Regions from separate parts of the Hordeum vulgare genome. Here all the other regions are linked to region 1. The links are chromatin contacts, called in public Hi-C maps. All regions are on one chromosome and are shown on one strand. The core of a region is the stretch at or near the end of the contact, and the rest is flanking DNA. Distances in the headings are between cores, read along the strand shown. Region 1 holds the start of LOC123427092. Region 2 overlaps LOC123427096 (eIF-2-alpha kinase GCN2). Region 3 holds the start of LOC123427095 (B-box zinc finger protein 24-like).

Region 1 (3,409 bases), core at 639-3,138:
GACAGTTCAGCTGTCAGAAGAACCAGATTGTTTCCGATGGAAATTGCATCAAAATGGAAAGTTTCCGGTCAAATCCATGTATGATGCGCTGGCTCATAACGAGGTGCCGACTGATAACAAAAAATTGTGAAAGCTTAGAATTCCTCTAAAAGTGAAGATATTCCTTAGGTTTTTTAATAAAGGGGTCATCTTAACTAGGGATAATTTGGCACGGCGCAACTGGCAAGGATGCAAAAAATGCGTCTTCTGTCAGCACAACGAGTCTATCAAACACTTATTTTTTAGTGTAAGTTTGCTAGATCTGAGTGGGCCATTGTCCAAATAGCTTCAAACCTATACCTACCGCGTAGTGCATGGAACATATTTGGCAACTGGTTGACGGGTATTCACAAACAATTTTCAGTTCACATTCTTGTGGGGGCGGTTGCCTTATGTTGGGCAATATAGTTACCAGGAATGATATAGTCTTCAACAAAAAATGTGTTCCATCTCCTGTGGAGGTTATTCATACATGTTCGCGATGGCTCCGTACTTGGTCTATCCTGCAGAAGCCGGAAGACAGGGACCTTTTTATGATGGCGTCTATACGGCTGGAGCGTACGGCCATGGAGGTTTTCTACACCCATGGATGGCGGTCTGACCTTCGGATAGGATCTGCTACATCTTAGGCTGCTAGACCACATTTTTTAGTTACCTTTTCTGTTGGTACTTTTCACTTCTTTCGGGTCTGCGTTGGCTGCGTGCATCAAGTTATGCAGAGGCCGGGTTTTTTTTGCGATGCGATTGTATCAACTCGATATCTCAATTCAATGAAATGCCCTTTATCAAAAAAAAAAAAACATGTATGCTGTCAACAGCTTTCCAAACAATGAACTGAGTCCGTGTGAAAGAATTTTCGGCAGAAGAAAAAAGAATTTCTAGGTAGAGCAATATTCCGGATGATCACAGAGGATAGTGATGGAAATCAGGTGAAACTAGGGATGTAAACCAGCCCCGTTTAAGCCCACTTATCAGTCTAACAGTTCAATAAAGTTTTTTTTCCCGGGGAAAATGAATTATCGAGCTAACTAAACAGGACTTGTGAGCACCGTTTGTTGCACCATTTGCATCCCTAGGTGAATCCTATGAGCCCCACCTAAAATATGCTTTATAGGAATTCCAAGCCTGCCACAAAACTACCCCAAAATCTAAGTACAAATGCAACAGCCAACCGTCATGAAACCACACTTGAACACCAATGTAGGCTGAAGTGCAGCATTCTACCCTTGTACGCATTCCCGATACTCTTGAACATGAATCCTGGTAAACTTAAAACGCACCCAACAAGCAGAAAATCATGTCACGGGCAAAGCAAAAAACGTACTACGTACAGGTACAGCTCGTAGGTGGATAGCCAGGGGACAGATCTAGATGGTGTGCCGGGTGCGCAAAGACACCCGAAAATTGTGAAGGTCAGCAGGATTAATCTAATCGCTGGAGTGGAGGGTGAAACCTCATACCTCAAAACCCAATGGCCAAAGACTGCGGACGGGGTGGATAAGGCCGGAACGCGACGTCCCGGCGAGGAAGAACGGTGACGGCGGGTCGTCTGGGGGCGGGGGCGGGGGCGGGGGCGGGGGCGGGATCGAGGCGTCAGCTGTAGCCTGTGGTATATGCTATATGAGAGATTCAGAGCCGCGTCAGTAGGTCGGGCGGACTCGGGAGGGAGAGGAAAGAAAGGTACGGGAGGAGGAGTAGAGCTTGGCTCCGCCGTGCCGCGCCGCGCCGCGACAAGCTCCCCGGTCGGCGGTGAGCGGGGACTGCGGAGGGGAGGCGGGGTGGGGAGAGGAAGGATTGGATTGCGTCGTCGTTTTTTTCGGCTGCATAGCGGAACCTTTTCGTACAACCGTACTGTACAGTGGAGTAGGGAAACCCTATTTAGCGCCACAGGCGCCGGTTACAGGCAAAATTAGCTAACCGGCGCCCGCAGCGCTTCGGAATGGGCCGGCCCATCTAGATATCCGTCATGAACTTTTTTTAACCCGTGAACTTTTTCTGAAATTGATGAATTTTTTTAAATCGGTGAAATTTTTAAAAAATCTATAAACATAATTTCAAATCTCTGAACTTTTTTCAAAATCAGTGAACTGTTTTTAAAAATTAATGAATGTTTTTCGAATTATGTGAACTTTTTGAAAATCCATGAACATATTTCAAAAATAGGTGAACTTGTTTTCATAATTATTTAATTTTTTCGCAAATTTAAACTTTTTGAAATACTGTGAACTTTTTTTGATTTTTTAGTAGCCGACGCATTTTACATGGGCCGGCCCACGAGGAGGAGCGCAACAGGCGCCTGTTCCTCTAACCGGCGCTGAAGGCGTCATATAAGACTTCCTGTCGAGTACTCTACCATGTAGCCCGTTTGGGCTGGTTGGTTACTTCTGGGCCTACTTCACGCCAACAGGCCCAAAAATATCCCACGGTGCTTTTTGAAAGTTTGTTTTAGACTTGGCAAATCCTCCGAATCACTAATTAAAGAGCACTTTTTGTAAATATCAATTCCATCTTTTCAGATCATGACAAATGATGCACTGCATGTGTATCATTTATTGCGACTTGAGAGTTTTTCCTTTTTGTAGATTTATTTATTCAAAAATATATATCTTTTAAACCGTGCGTCTAAATTTTAAACCGTTTTCATGTTAGAATTCTAAACGTAGATCCTATTCTAATATATTTTGATGAAAATTATTTTTCACAGACAAAACCGGACGAAAAAATCAAACCGGAAGCATGTTTTTTTCCTTTTCAAAAAAGGCATGACTCGCGGAAGCAAATTTATGCCTCCACAAGAAGTAAATGCATGTCTCTCGCGGAAGTAAAAAAAGATATTTTTCTCGTTTCCAAATGGAACAACTGTGTCTCTCACCAAAGCAAATCGATGCCTTTCGCAAAGGAAAAAATATATGTTCTTTTTCGTTTTCACAAGGCATAACTGCGCATCTCGCGGAACAAATTCGTGCCTTACATGGAAGGAAAAATGTGTTCTTTTCGATTTCGAGAGGCATGAGTATCCTTCTCACGAAAGCAAATCCATAACTCTCGCGGAAGAAAATATGAAAAGATATTTCCTTTCGCTTCCAAGAGACACAACTGTGCCTGTCATGCAAGCAAATCCGTGTATTTCGTGAAAGAAATTTAAAAGAAAACGTGTATTTCGTGCAAACGTATCATTTTTCTTTCAAAACCGAAGTAAGACCGGGGGAGACCGAAAAGTCAAAAAATCATTAAAAAACCATCTAAAAAGAAGAAAACACTTGAAAAAAATCAGAGGAAGCACTCAAAACACAATACGTGATGGCAGCTTAAAACATGCCAAGTGACAGGCTCTCGGCCCATCCCAGATGACCCTTGCGCTGGCTGCCGA
Region 2 (3,409 bases), core at 469-2,968, 360 kb before region 1:
GGTTCCATCTGAAAAATCTATTACATGATATGTTTTCTGCTGTCCATCTATTCTAATGTAGTACGGAGGCACACTAAAAACATCATGCAAAATACTGAAAAATTTAGGGTAGATGCAAACTTGACCATTGATATGTCTATTTCGACGAGGAAAATTAACGTCAAGGAAAACCACGGATTGTTCTACCTGCACTTGGTTCAGGAAATTACTAATGTTTCTATGCTTTTATTATCTTCGGTTCAGGTTAGACATCTCGATGCAAGAAAGGAGAAAGATGTTGAAAAGGAAGAAATTGTGAAGTTCCTGTCTGAAGCAATATCTTTACAGTTCAAAAATCCTACAATCTGGAGCTGATTGGCAGTCTGCTCCTAAGTGAATTTCAGGTTTGCTATTCCAAATGGTCGATCAATATCAGACTTTTTATCTACCTATCCTGGATATGACGAAAAAGACCTGTCCTGGATATAATCTTTCCTATGGCCGGGTTAGTTTCCATTATGTTCTCGAGTTCCACCTTTTCTGCAGCTGAACCAGTTTGTGGTTACTGGTATTTTTCTCTTTGAACTTCCAGGTGAAAGCAGTGTTGCCTTGCCAAACATTTTCACCTACACCAAATTGCAGGGTGACTGGTGGCTTTGTTCAATCTTGGTTATCCTGGAGCATTGGCCAAGATTGATGGCTTGGTGTAATCCTGATTGTCCTGGAGCAGTATTGCGGTGAATGCAAGCTGACGGGTAGCTGTTTTAAGGCAATCTTGGCTGCTATTATGTGGATAGCTAGTTGGTGCAGAGTTACTTCTGCGATGTGATCATGGAGCTGGAATGCTGCACAACGTTCTTGTTGATAGTGGAACGGCTGTGCTACAGGTTCACCCAGTTATGCCCTTTGCAAAAAAATTTGCTTCAAATTCTTCTACAAGGCAGTCTTTTGCATAGTTCAAATTGTTTACGATCATGTACAGGCCAATTTTCCTTCTTTGATGCTCGTAGGAAATGCCCAGTTTTGCAACTGGCTTAGCTTGGAGAAGACAAGCCAATGCAGTTTTGCTACAATACCGGTCAAAGTAGAATGTATGTAATCTGTTATCTGTGCACAGTGCGAAAGAGCATCACTTGATTCAACTCCAGTGTTTCCGTCACTGTGCGAAGTACCAACCCAGCATGAGAGGCCGGCGTCGTGACGTTGACGTTACTCTTTGCGGTTGTCACCTCCCGTTTGAGCCCTTTGTCAAACTGAACACCGCATTGATTAGGTAAAGCTAGCCACTGCAAGGACCATTCCAGTAGTTCTTGTTCTTTATTCGCACTAGACGAGCACTGCTCGCCTGCCCGCTGGAAATTCACGCCATGTACTGCGCGATGCACATGGAATGCCACCATTCAAGAAAGAATCTATCGCCCTCCCAAGTCTCCTCCTACACTATTAAGCTAACCCAGCATGTCCAAACGATTCTTAGCACGGGGATTAATCTACCAAATCCATGCACGCGCATCGCGAACAACAGGTCAGTTCCGGTCGAGTGCCACTCATTCAGGCTCCATAAACCATAATACAGCGGCACGGATGAGCTGCAATCCAGTGAAGCCCGAGCCGAGCCAGCTGCAGTTCGTGCATCTACCCGCGGAATTAGAGGGCGCCGGCCTGTCGGCGGTTCGGCACGTGTGGAAGCACGCACATCTGCCGTGGATGTCCGATCCGACGGTGAGATCGCGGGCGACGGTCGACGACCGAGATCCGCCTCCGACGGTACAGTGGGGACTGCTTGCTCCACGCGGTTTCGGTTGACCTGTAGTTTTCTTGGCCTTTCTTTTCTCTCCCTGTGTTAACTTGAATATGAAGAGGAGTGCAGACCAACTACCTGCCAAAACGCGTTTGCATGCGACTTGATGACAAGGGCCGGCCACCCTTTTCGTCGGTATCCTTTCGGGAGCTCTCGCTTCTCACCTGGCATGCCAACAGGTGTCTCCAGCCTCCAGACCGTAGAAGCTGCTACTAGTATCAGCGGCACTGCGGCAGCATATCCTCTTCTCTTGTTCAGCAGGACCGGACAATCAGACGTGACAAGATGTTCGCGTTATTGCAAAATGTTGCTGTATGCCGCTGCGTTTAACGAGAAATATGGAAAGTGGTTTGTCCTTATGTTTGCAGCCTTTCCTTCTCTTCGTTTATTTGTGTATACTAGCAAAAGGGCCAATGCGTTGCAACGGGAGAAAGAAATACCACACGCTCTTAATTTATAAAAAATGGTCTATAATCTGAGAATTTATAGTTACGACACAAATAAAAATGGTCTTATCCTACAAAAATGCAGTTCAAAATTTCACAGGTCTTCTATTTTAACACGACTTGCATGTAGATTTAATACGTACAAAGAATCAGTCAAGTGACCTTCAGTTTCATCTCTAATCCTGATTTTGTTGACGTGTTCATCCCCAACCCGGATGAGTACCGGTATGAAAGAAAGACGAATAATGACTTATTTATTAAGATTGCATCCTAGATAGTATTTTTATTAAACGTTTAACAGATAAAATAATATCATATTTAAATTCTACATATTTTTTAATCAAATTCCATATATAATATGTTAAATTTGGAGTTACGGTTTAAAAGATATGGGTATTTAAAAAACATTTAATATATACTATGAGTTTAATGTCATAAACAGGAAGGACTTTTTTTGTAAAATCACCTTGGTGGGTTTTCCGACGGAAGCGATAGCCTTTTTATTATTAGGTAAAGATATGTACTCCCTCTGTTCCTAAATATAAGTCTTTTAAGAGATTTCACTAGACGTCTACATGCGAAGCAAAATGAGTGAATATGTACACTAAAGTATGTCTATATATATCCGTATGTAGTCCACTAGTGAAATCTCTAGAAAGACTTATATTTAGGAACAGAGGAAGTATATGGTAAGTGGGTAGTACGTGCCAGCAAGTCTTTTAGTATGAAAACATGAAGATATATGAGGGCATCTCCAATCTCGCCGGCCTTAAAAAACGTACATAGTATTTGTTCGTGGACCGGTTCGGACTCATTCATGGACAGGGATACAGTGGTAGCGGGTCGCCCGTCTTTGATGAATAGTAGCATATCAAATCTTCGATTAATGATAATATTCAATTGGGACATGTTTAATTTAAGTATTACTCCCTCCTTCTTATAATGTAAGATCATTTTGCAAGCTAAACAAAACGCTCTTATATTATGAGACAAAGAGAGTACAATTCGACCAAGTTTTGAAATAAAATAGTTCAAACTTGACTTCAACTCACATGTATGCTCTAGTTATCCTCTTTAACATCACACAGATATGCAATCAAATCTTTATTGAACATCTTATGAGTTGCTCGATGTCGAATTTGTTAATGCATTTGGATGAATTCATCCAACATGGCCGAATTTT
Region 3 (3,409 bases), core at 314-2,813, 300 kb before region 1:
CTCTTGTTTACAGGCTGAATGTAAAATCAAATCACAGTAAAAATTTGGAAGACTGATAAGCCTCAAAAGTAGTACAGTACAAAGTATATTACACTGATAAACCCATCTCGTTTGTGAAAGTATTTCCCCGATTCGCCCTGCAGCTTCATATGTTCCACGGCAACCAAGCGATCGGCACAAAAGGATTGCAGAATCCCTTTGCATACATACACACATACATATCACTAGTTTACTCATACTTCATCCGTTCCAAAATATTTGTCGTGCTTTTAGTACAAATTTGAACTGAAACCAGGTATTTTGGACAAACTTGAACTAAGACACGACAAGTACTTTGGAACGGAGGGAATACATCACACATACGAACTATACATTCAGTTCAGATATCTCATCCAAGATCGGGAACGATGAGGTAGTCCTCGTCGTCGTCGTCGGGCAGCTCCACCCTCGCCTTCTTGCTCTGGCGCGCACCGGCTGTCTTGTAGAAGCCCCCGTTGCTCGTCGGCGGCGGCGAGGCGAAGAGCTCGGGGACCTCCACCGCGGTTCTGCCCCACTTGGATGCCGGCGCCTGGTCGTCGTGGAACAGGTCGATGTCGGCGAACCACTCCAGCTCCTTGAACCCGAGAGGAGACGGAGAACCCTTCTGCAACAGCAGGCAGAAAAGGAAGCGCATGGAGGCACGGTGAGATGTATCCATGGAGGTGGCAGGGATACAATAGTAGTAGGTGATTTGCCTAGCTCCTTGCCTTGTCGCTGGACTCGTAGTCGGAGAACTGCAGGAGGTCCTCGACGGCCCAGCCGGACGACGGCATGAACGGCGACGACGGCACCTCCTGCGCCGCGGCCGAGACCGGCGCCGCCCTGGGGGGCTTGGAGGGCGGCGGCGGCGGGTGGCTGTCGGCGTGTGCGCTGCAGACGGAGCTGAAGCCGACGCGGATGCCGGTGGCGATGTAGCGTTGGTGGTTGGCGGAGAGCGTGCCCTGGACGTGGATGGAGTCGTCGCAGTCGCGGCAGAAGAGCGCCCTGTCCTCCACGCAGAAGACGAAGGCCGGCTTGTCCTGGCACACGTCGCAGCGCGGGAGCCCTGCCGCCGCGGCGGCGCCCTCGAGCGGGAGGCGCTGGTGCTTGCTGGCCAGCTTGTTGGCGGCGTGGATCTGCACGTCGCAGCGCGCGCACAGCGCCGCCTCGTCCGCGCAGCACACCACCGTCGCCGCCGCGCCCTCGCACGCGTCGCACTGGATCCTCATGGCTGCCTTCCCGCGCTTTCTTGCTTGTCGGCTCCGGTCGCTCGCTCTACGGCTCAAGCTAAGCTCAGGCTTCACGTGCGTCGACTAGCTGCCGCTAGAGAAATGATGGGAGATGGGAGTGGAGGGGCGACGGCGAGAAACGAGCGGCGTATAAATCGCGGCGACGTGCACACGCGGGAGCTTCCTGTGGACGAGAGGGCCTCTGCGGTTAGGCGACGGCTGGTCCCTGATGACTAGTGTCTCTCGCTCGCTCGCGCTCTGGCAGGGAGCGCTCGCCGCGGCCGGGAATTTGATTTTGCGGACTCGCGGCGTGCAAAGTAGTGTAGGACTCGGACTGTGATGTGTGGGGGAGATCTTTCTAACGAGGGGAGACGCTAGCGTCACGTCGCGCATCATGCACCGGTGTAAATTGCTTTGTCGTACGTTGGTGATAATCGACTGTTAGGTGTGCTCTCGTAGTACGATCGATCGAGCGGCTTGTAGGAAAAGCCGTGCTGCGTACGCTCAGAGGACGGACGTGAGGCATGAGCACAAACAGGAACGGAGGTCCCCCGCAAAAAAAAAAAGAAAAAGGAACGCAGGTCATAGGCGCACTGTGACAACCACCTCAACGGGCCATTTAAGATTTAAGTCGGTGCAGCGTTTGCTTGGGGGAAATCTCACCTGTTCATCGCAGGTTCGTACCATGAGGCGATCCCGGGTCTTTTTTACCAGAGGTCTACGACGGACCAAATATGCGTTCCGTTCCTCGGTGGACGACGATCGCCGCTACTCAACACGGCACGGATGCGAAGGGCGTCCAGAGCTCACGGGAGCCTGACTGACTGATGGTCGCTGTTTGCATCCGGCGGACGGGACGCCGATATTCCTCAGCGGACACCGTTTGAGTTGTCGACACCTGTCTCTCACTCGAGAACCTGACGGCGTCGGAGGTTGCAAACCCAGCCACATTTGGAGACGATATTTTGGGGCCAGGGAAGAAGGTGAGGCGTGATGTGTCACGTCTGCGCCGAACGTGCATCCAACACCAAACACGCGCCTAAGCTTCACGTACAGTTCGTTTTCAAGGGGCGTCATGGACGTAACCCAAGGACATCCTGCATGTTAGGGTAGGCCACCAAACACCCTTGCGCGGGAGCGCTCTGCTGGAGCAACCGAAAAGGCGCACAACGCATCCGAGCCATGAAAGAAGCGCTCTTCTATCTTCCTCATGCTTCCATGTTTTTTTTTATAATACAGTATTTTTTTTGGAGCACTCGAGTAAATTATGAATGTGAGCGCACAGAACGACAGATTCGCGTTCACACCGAAGGCCCGGCCCTCCGACCGGTGAGTTCCTCTGCGCCGTTCATAGCTCATGGTGCTCATTTTTACATGCAGGATCACTTTTTGGACCAAATTTCTTGAAACGCTTGGACCATTGAGCAACACACTGATCAGCTGAATTCTCGAATTATGGTGAATTTGGGATTCTGCGGTGGATTTGATGGCTCCGCTCAACATGTCACCCGTCTTTGCCGCATTGATGAACAGAGGTTGACGCTGGGAAGCTTCAGCCACAGCCTCGCAGACGTCCGCACGGACAGGCTGTATGTAAATTGGACCCGGCGCGTGACGAGCGGAGAAGTCGAGAAGACGAGAACCATGTCATGCCGAGCGAGGTCTGTGAGCTTCGCACCGAAATACATACTCCACTTGAGGCAAGTGGTACGTATGCAGGATGTTGGGTGGCCCTTGTCTCCACTACATGGATGTTGTGTTTAAGAAATAAAACGTTTTGAAAATATACAAATCTAAAAAAAAAAAAAAACTTCTTGAGACAAATGGTACGTATGTTGTGTTAAACGCAGGAATATCTTGGAGATATCTTAGATAGAGATAGACTATACGTAGTTATTTAAACCGCAGCTTGTCTCATTGTGTATTCAAATATCTTATCTCTAGTTTTCTTCTTTTTCAAGATGTAACTCTCCAAAACCTTGTACGCATATCCAGGCTTGCACCCTGCTATATAAACACGCATCACGTCGCCCAACAAGGGTAAGACGTTTCCGCAAGTTCGCACATGGTAATCAGAGCTATCCTTTTCCAAACCATCTAGCGAAACAACCCTAGCCATGTCTTCCTCCGGCGCCTCCCAGCCAAACCTCAATGGCCAAGTC

Evidence for each region. A called contact is a pair of places that touch in the nucleus more often than the background predicts.
Region 2: a Hi-C map of seedling shows a contact between it and region 1, with 2.6 times the contacts expected there. The contact joins the enhancer-like site here to the promoter of LOC123427092 in region 1. A contact is called at or near these places in 2 of 6 Hi-C or Micro-C datasets (leaf and seedling).
Region 3: a Hi-C map of seedling shows a contact between it and region 1, with 7 times the contacts expected there. The contact joins the promoter of LOC123427095 here to the promoter of LOC123427092 in region 1. A contact is called at or near these places in 3 of 6 Hi-C or Micro-C datasets (leaf and seedling) and 1 of 1 datasets of contacts at active chromatin or transcription factors (embryo).

The regions. Positions count from the first base shown.
Region 1 is chr2H:538,888,616-538,892,024 of MorexV3_pseudomolecules_assembly, reverse strand. It overlaps LOC123427092, which reads right to left and starts at 1,888. Exons shown (of 4, transcript XM_045111046.1): 1 at 1,500-1,888.
Region 2 is chr2H:539,243,805-539,247,213 of MorexV3_pseudomolecules_assembly, reverse strand. LOC123427096 (eIF-2-alpha kinase GCN2) reads left to right here. Exons shown (of 31, transcript XR_006622364.1): 29 at 244-484; 30 at 572-866; 31 at 962-1,121. Among protein-coding and RNA genes, the nearest start is that of TRNAL-UAA, 4.1 kb to the right of the region's middle. Within about 2 kb of position 1,718, at least 3 of the 3 cell types and tissues checked have open chromatin away from gene starts, as enhancers often do. A contact at or near this core is called in leaf and seedling, where this site is marked.
Region 3 is chr2H:539,183,318-539,186,726 of MorexV3_pseudomolecules_assembly, reverse strand. LOC123427095 (B-box zinc finger protein 24-like) reads right to left here and starts at 1,563. Exons shown (of 2, transcript XM_045111051.1): 1 at 747-1,563; 2 at 22-643. The coding sequence starts at 1,247. The coding sequence ends at 389.